Linked DNA regions of Capsicum annuum: region 1 is linked to region 2. The links are chromatin contacts, called in public Hi-C maps. All regions are on one chromosome and are shown on one strand. The core of a region is the stretch at or near the end of the contact, and the rest is flanking DNA. Distances in the headings are between cores, read along the strand shown.

The links. Hi-C and Micro-C count contacts between places; a contact is called where the count stands out from the background.
Region 1: a Hi-C map of leaf shows a contact between it and region 2, with 1.9 times the contacts expected there. The contact joins the enhancer-like site here to the promoter of LOC107855425 in region 2. A contact is called at or near these places in 2 of 5 Hi-C or Micro-C datasets (bud and leaf).

The regions. Positions count from the first base shown.
Region 1 is chr6:207,958,632-207,962,902 of UCD10Xv1.1, forward strand. No RefSeq gene overlaps it. Among protein-coding and RNA genes, the nearest start is that of LOC124899330, 7.9 kb to the left of the region's middle. Within about 2 kb of position 1,735, at least 1 of the 5 cell types and tissues checked has an H3K27ac peak or open chromatin away from gene starts, as enhancers often do. A contact at or near this core is called in leaf, where this site is marked.
Region 2 is chr6:207,900,192-207,904,534 of UCD10Xv1.1, forward strand. LOC107855425 (phosphoethanolamine N-methyltransferase 1) reads left to right here and starts at 2,861. Exons shown (of 12, transcript XM_016700438.2): 1 at 2,861-3,115; 2 at 3,698-3,825. The coding sequence starts at 3,106.

The sequences.
Region 1 (4,271 bases), core at 485-2,984, 57 kb after region 2:
ACTTCATGGAGCATATCAATGGATATATTTCACCAAATACTCATTATTTTGCCCTAGCCATCATAATATCATCAATATAGTGCATTGAAATTCACACTCAACGTCTTATTACCCATATAAATAGGCGTTTTAGGCATAAATCAATGGGATTTGAACCCAACATATTATCATCCCTTTTGATATTATTGTTCTTGAGGAATAAATTTAAAATATAATGGTTCCAAACCAATTATTTTTCCTCAAATCCAACAATAATTATATTATTAGTAGCAAAAGATAATAACATAAGGAATTACTAACCTTGAAATTACCTTTAGATTTATAATCTCATCTTGTTTGGTAGAATTTTGTGTTGATAACGTGTTATAAAATAATAAAGAACAAGAAGAAGAAGAGTAGAGAGAATAGAGAAAATAATTCTTATTTCTCTTAAGGGATGAATTACAATGAAGGAAAACTCCTTTATTTATAGGGAGAAAACTAACCTGGGGGTTTGTAACTTTTCCATAAATAGACATATACAATATATGGCAAAATAGGTATTCACTATATATGGTAAAGTAGACATTCACTGTATATGGTGTATTTATAACAAAGTGTGTATAATTTTATTTCATATCATTTAATTTTAACTATCGTTTTAGTTCAAAAAAGTTAGATCAGAATAATCATTACTGTAAGAATTCGAAACTAAATTTAACAATTATTTTCAACTATAACCTTAAATTATAGAAATATTTATCTTTATTGAATAAGGAAAAGTTAAAGAGCGATTAAAATAGGACAAATAGAGTGGCACCAATTGAAGCAATAAGCCCCTAATTACACGAAAAAACTACTAATTATCATCACCACAATAGTTTGAGAGAAAAGAAATTCAGATTATATTTCCTTGTTTACACTAATAGTAATTCATATTATTTTCCTTACATATGTTGTTCAATTATTTCCCTGTTTACACTAATAATAATTCGCACTAACTTATTCCATCTATTTAATTTTAACTATTATTTTAGCTCAAAAAAGTTACATCAAAATAATCATCATTTTAAAAATTCAAAACTGAAATTGACAATTATTTCTAACTATAACCTTAAAATTATAAAAATATCTACCTTTATTAAATAAGAACAAGTTAAACGTCAATTAAAGTTGGACAGAGGAATTAATAAGTCCATAAACGAAAAGCTGCTAATTGTTACCTTTCACAATAATTGAAATTCATACTCTATATTTCCTTGTTTATACTAACAGTAATTCACATTAATTTCCTTACGTATGTTGTTCAATTATTTCCTTGTTTACACTAATAATAATTCACACTAATTTCCTTATATGTTGTCCAATTATTTCCTTAATTTCAATTTTCGTTCTTATTTATGTGTTTAATACATACTCTTAAGGGAAAAAAAAAAAATACACATTTCCCACTATAAATATCCCTCATAATCTAAGCTCTCAACAATATAGTAAAATAAACATGGCAAAAACTGGTGTTATACCATGCCTTTTAATCATACTCTCTGGTTTGATGGAAGTATGTGTCATCTGTTTCATGTGGTACTTTGGGTTCCACAGACCCCAATCTTATTATTTACCAAAAATGGTAGATATATTCGTTAAAGTCAGTGCATTTATACTCAGTATCAGATTTGTCCTCAGTATAATCGCCTATTTTTTACTTAGTGGAGGGGATTCAGATTAGTTTAGTTTTGCAGGACTTTGAGTAATGAAGATCAACTAGAAGATACATTTAATTTCTTCTTCTTGTTTTTAAGTTTTAGTTGATTTATAGTTCGTTTATTTTAATTTTAGGATTCTATGTTGGTCGCTGTATTTTAGCATTCAAATTATATATGAGTTGCAATTAGTTTCAGTGGCGGATGTAGCATATATTCAGGGGTTTGGATGTATCCTCCTTTGGCGAAAAATTACACTATTTATAAACGGTTAAAATTATTTTTTATATATATATAGTATATGTTGAACCCCCTTCGACTAGTTTGTCTATGCACTTTCGAACCCCCTTAATTAACATTTTGGCTCCGCAACTGATTAGTTTGTTTTAATTTCTGACAAGTTGATATGTTTTGAGACTTTCATGAAGCTCACGTGAATTTATACCTAAACATCTTGATTCTTTTTACCAATCAAGTCAATAACTCAAATCGATAATTAGATTAATAATTTGAGTTAATGGCTTAATAATTTGACTATATATCGATTTATTATTCAAGTTATTATATTATTGATTTGATTCTCGATTTGACCAGTTTTAAATAAAGACAAATTAGAGTAAATATCTCTATCCAATCTCATCTCACCATCGGGTATCGAGCAAAGCTGTTGTTTTTTTTTTTGGCGGAGAATATAAATTAAATGTAATTTAAAATATTATTTTTTTAAAATTAAACTTTAGTTCTTTAGTGCATGGTAGAACCTTGAACCGAATCAGTTTAATTAGGTCCGATTTTTTATTTTTCGATATTTATGTCAACTCTCCTAGCCTTAATAATTTGCATTCAAAGTCACAATTTGCTCGTTCTTTTTAATTCCATTTTTGTATCGATATATTGTGGTATTTCTTTTTCTCCCAAAACAAATTATTAGGTTTAAAACAAGTCCTAAAATAATAATGAATCCCACATGTTGTATAGAAATGAGGCTTTCATTATTGTAATCTTAAGTTGTTCGGCTGCAACTATACATATGGCCCTAATTTATCCTTAAGAGTTTCTTGTGATATTCAAGATTCTCCTACAAAAATAATCCTACTAATTGTTCCCTACAGAATAATTGAAACTCGTACTATATATTTCCTTGTTACACTAATAGTAATTCACATTAATTTCCTTACATATATTTGCACTAATAATAATTCACACTAGTTTCCTTATATGTAGTCCAATTATTACCTTATTCATACTTTCCTTCTTATTTATGTGTTTAATACATACACTTGAGAAAAAAAAAATACAAAATCCCCACTATAAATATCCCTCATAATCTAAGTACATTGGATTCGTCAAACCACAATCTTATTTACCACATATTTTAGATATATTCGTTAAGATGGCTGCAGTTGGACTCACTATCAAATTCCTCCTCACTTAGTTTAGCAGGACTTTGAGTATGAAGATCATTTAATTTTTGCTTTATATTTTTCTAGTTTTAAAGTTTTAGTTGATTTAATATAGTTCATTTATTTTAATTTAAGATTCTATATAGGTTGTTTTATTTTAATTCATTGAACTTATATAAGACTTGCCATTAGTTTGTTTTAGTTTCTGGCAACTTGACATGCTTTGAGACTTTCTTGAATCTCGTGGGAATTAATTAATACCTATTACATCTTGATTCTTTTTACCAATCAAGTCATTTACATATCTCTTCACCCCTCCAAGAATCCTAAGCTAAAATCAATTTTGTGAAAGAAATTATTATAGAAGTGTATTTATAACAATCATTAAAAAATGATGTTAGATTTTATAATAAATTCAAAAACAGATTATTCTACATAAAATGTTAGTTAATTAATTATTTCTACGTATAATGTTAATTAGATTTCTTCACCTTCAATTTGTTGGTTGAAATATTCGTTAAAATTTCTGCAATTGTACTTATTGTGAGACTATGCCTTATTTTTATTTGCATGTGCTGCGGAGTGGGAAAGTAAATATATGCTTTTGAAGACTTCAAATGAAGATAGATATCAAGAATTCAAGATCAGTGATTTTACTTCACTATTTTAATTTTGTGTTATGATTTTAGTAGGTTAAATGTTTTTGTAGTTTATTATTACTATTTTAGGGCTCTATAATATTTTTTGTTTCAATATTCAAATTGTGTGAGGATTATTATTAGTTTCTTTTCTTGCAACTTGAATATTTGAGGTTTTTTTAACTGCTTATGTTGTAATTTATAAGCCGTAAGTCATAATTGCTGAATCCCTTACCTTTCACCTGTAGACTTATTTTTGTTGTTTGGGCTTAAAAAATATATTTTTACTCACCTCCTTCAATATATAACTATATATAATATTTTAAAACCTTTTTCTTTTATAAAAGAAAAAAATTGTCCAAACGGGCACCTAAAGGCCAAGGAACTAATTTAGTGAGAATGCACATGGGCAATTTTTTTATACAAATTAAATTCTGCAGTGATTCCGATTTGTAGTGAAACTCTATAAGCACTAAGAGACTATCCATTCTGAATTTGAATCCTATGTAAAGAAGTATAATTGTGGTAGATCTCTTATGTGTTTAGTTTGA
Region 2 (4,343 bases), core at 1,611-4,110:
TAGGCCTGTGAACAATGGACCGGAAATGGCTAAAAGCTTGTTCAGTTTCAAGGCCTTTTTCTCGAGGGTTATATATTCTTCTTGGTATTTTATGCCCAAAATTCCCTTTATTTATTTCTTTCATTTCTTCCTCCAGTTTATTGTTCCATCCATTCCATTCGTTTCCATTGTTGGGCTTCCTTCGATGTTGTTAAGGCCACCAAACAGCAGGTTCAACAGAAGATGGAAATTGCTCTAACATTACACTAAGAAGAGGTAAAGGATAGGCCGTGTCGAGAGCCAAGACTTTGTCCATAGCTTCTTTGGCATCAATAGCAGAAGGATGACCGATTGATAAAGTTGTTTCGATTTGGTTACGGAGATCTTGCAACTAGGGCCGGCATATTTTGGTTTAAACCAAAAAAATCAAAAAATCGAATTGAAATTTAATTTTGATTTTGTTTTTTTATTTTTTCGGATTAGTTTCGGTTTTCAATTTTTAAAATTCGGTTAAACGGTTTGATTTTCGAATTTTCAAAAAAATAATTCGAATACACCGAAAACCAAAATTATATAAATAATATATTATAATTTATATATATATATATATATGTATATATATATATATGTATATATTATTATTATTATTATTTATGTAAATATACTAAAAATATAATACAATCTAATATAACATATAAACATATAATTATAATCATTTAGTAACCCTAAATTCTAATATATTGCTTTGCTTTTGACCCTAACAGTCTAAGCTGTAGTGGCGCTTAGTCATTTTCAATTCGTCAGTTTGTTTGAAATTCCAACATCGCCAACGACAGTCGGCAGTCGTTTACTCAGTTCGTCACTACCGTCGACAGCTGCTGCCGAGTGTGGCCACTGTTGTCATGCCTATGGCGATAACTCAGCGAGGTCGATATTTATGGTTATTTCATGTGTATTGAATTAATTATATTTGGGAATGAAAAATAGATTTGAAAAAAAGATTATTCTTCTAGAAAAATCACCAATTTTAAATGCTCACTACTTTAATTTTTAAAATCGAAATAAAAATCCGAAATAACCGAATCGAATTTGTAAAAATCAAACCAAACCGAAATAATTTTGATTTGGTTATGATTTTCTTTTTCATCAATCCAAAAATCCAAAAATCAAATCGATATTCAACATTCAAACCGAATAAACCAAATACCCATCCCTACTTGAAACAGCCTTGTTGCGTTTTTTTGTTCTTCAGCAAGTAAGCGGGGGCGGCGACTAGTTTGGGGGGGGTTCCTTTTTTTTTTAATTAAAAAATTATTATTAAATGATAATTAAATATAGTTATTTTTTTTGCCACATATTTTTTTTAAATTGATTAATTTTATCACGTCAGGTGAATGTATTACATATACTCTATATTTATTGCTGATTAGGTAAAAAAGATTTTATTGGATCAAAATTTGAGGAGTTAGAAGCCTGATAGATACAGGTTTTAGGTGAGAGGTTTAAGTGAATTTTTTAAAGTGCGCATGTCCACCTTTACCAAATGAAAACAAAAATGACGCCTTAATATATCTTTAACGCATTTTAATAATTACAATGATAATACCACGTGACCTAAACTAATCTTTTCTTTGGAGTTGGTGATGGCACTACTATACATGTGATTTGTGAAGAAGACAAACAAAATGAAAAATCTCATGGTATTTTTATAACAAATGAGAAATGATTAAAAACTTCAAAGTCCAGATTAATGATAAAGAGGACGACAATTATTCTCTTGATCCAATGTTAAGCTTTTAAACTAAAATATTCAGGCACTAGGCTACCAATATGGCAATATATAGAAAAGCAAAGAAACAAAAGATTAATTAAATTCAACATCACATTACTCACCTTTTCCCTAATAAACATAAGTTTGCTCATGAAAGCTGAATTTTAGCCATTTTCAACCGCACTTGTGAAAACAAAAATTTTATTTAGAATATTAGAGCTTTAATATATAGTACTAAAAATATTTTTTTATTTTAATTTATGAGATGATAATTAATTGAGCATAAAATTTAGGAATGCAAAAACATTTTAAAAATTTATGCCATTTTAAAAATTTATGATATAAACTAACTTATATCTACTCAGTTACAAATCATCTCACTAGAGACACTATAACAATAATAATAGTGAAATCTCTTAATTACGATCTAAAAAGGTAGAGCATGCGCTACCTTATTCTTAGAAGAATATTTTTGAATATCCTCTACTCAAGTGTTGAATCAAAGTGTTTGCAAAAGAAAATGACAATGAAGAAGAAATAGAAACTAGTAAGGGAAGTAGTGCAGAACATATAAATAGGGGCGGATCTAACATTGCGGGAGGGGGTTTTCGGAATACCCAAGCATTTTTGTATGTCTTGTATATATTAAAAATTTATTAAATATATAAAAATAATAAGTAAGGAATTCATTAACAAAGTTGTTAGTTGGCTCAATGGTTTAAAAGAGATTTGAAGTAGTATCTCACACACTATACTCTAGTTCAAATCAACCCATAAGCCTAAAATCCTAAATCCGCCTTTGATAGTTTGCAAAAAAAAGATAATCAGGGTTTGTCCGAACCTCCTTCGACGGAAAATTATACTATATATATATATGATTAAAATTATTTATTATGGATATATAGTAGATATCGAACCCCCTTCGATTAGTTCATATGTTCATTTGTGAATCCCCTTATCCCCTTAGTAAAATTTCTGGCTCCGTCAATGATGGCAGATATCAAAAGCAAGAAACAAACAGAATACGGTTAATACTACGGTTAAAAAGTGCAGCGAAGTAACTTAATATTTTTACGGTAAAACTACTTAATAAATCAATGTTGCTTTCCGAAGTGTTACATAAACAGCAGAAGTATCAGCAGAGTTCTCTCTTTGCAATACTTTTGTTGTGTCTATAAAGTAGAAGAAAAACCATTTAACATATTGTTGGTACAGATGATGCAGCAGAGAGGTAGAATTAGTAATTGTAAATCAAGGACTTTTTCTAGATCTCGTATTGCTGTTGAAGGTTGTTAACCTCCATCTTCAGCTATTTCCATTTCTGTAATTGAAACATCACAACCTTCTACACAACTATGGCTCCAGGTAATGAAACTTAAAACTTTTACATGAAACAGTCCATACAGTTCACATGATATCAGAACATGTAAAGGTCTCGAGTTCAGTCTCTATACGACATTCATCAACAAACAAAAATGTTTTTCTATGTGTCACTACCAAAATAATCATATCTTGCGTAAAGAAAGTAGTGTTGTAAATTGAAACAAAGTAGACGTGTGTTATGATCCGATTGCAAGGTATGCTACTTGAGTCCCACGTCAGTTAAATGTTGAGCTGATGTGAGGCTTATATAACTTTGGCGCTAACTTATAGCCAGCTTTTGGGGTTTGGTTCGACCTGATTTGAAAAGGGCTACCTGAGGGAGAGTTGCCTACTTGTGGTAGAGGGAAAGCTTGGTATGGAACTTTGAGTCCACCTTGGGCTCTCTCATCTTAATAGCGAGCTTTTGGGGTGTGATTCGCATATCATCTATCTAATTGTATGTTTTTAGATGAGAGAGTGCACACAATTTGAACTTATTGGTTTCTTGTTTTTTCTTTTTTCCTTTTTTTTTTGGTTTGAGTTGGATATTTTCTGATGCTTAGAATATGAACGTCTTATGTGTAGGAATAGGACAAGAGCGTGAGATTCAAAAGAGTTATTGGATCGAGAAAACTGCTGGACTTAAATTGGAGGCAATGATGCATGTGCATGATCTTGAATCATCTGATCTTGATAAAGAGGATAGGCATGAGGTATATATGATTCTTTATGTAATTGTTTCCATGTTCCTTGTTGATGTAATAGTTTCATACTTAGTTTGAGTGTGGAACCTAGTTAATCTACACCGGATTGGTTCCTCCCATTTACCAAAAGTGTGGGAGTTGCTTTGCTTGCGACCCCTTAGTAGCAAGTCTTTGTCCTCTACAAAGGGCAACCGGATGCACTAAGCTCCAGCTATACACTAGGTCCAGGGAAAGATTGGATCACAAGGGTCTATTGTGCGCAATGCAAGTTTTTATCCTCTGTACTAGTCACAAATCCTGGATGAAGATTGACTATCTGTTACTTTTCATGCCTGTTTCCAGGGTTCATTAGATAAAGTGTTGTATAATACTGATTGTAGAAGAAAAAATAACAGAAGGATTTAACAAGTTCTGTCAAGTTGACATCCTGGAGGCATTAATATAGAGTTCTCCACTATGAAAAAGAATAAACATCACATTATCCCCAAGTACGATCCGTTTAAATACCTCACAAATGTTTCCTAAAC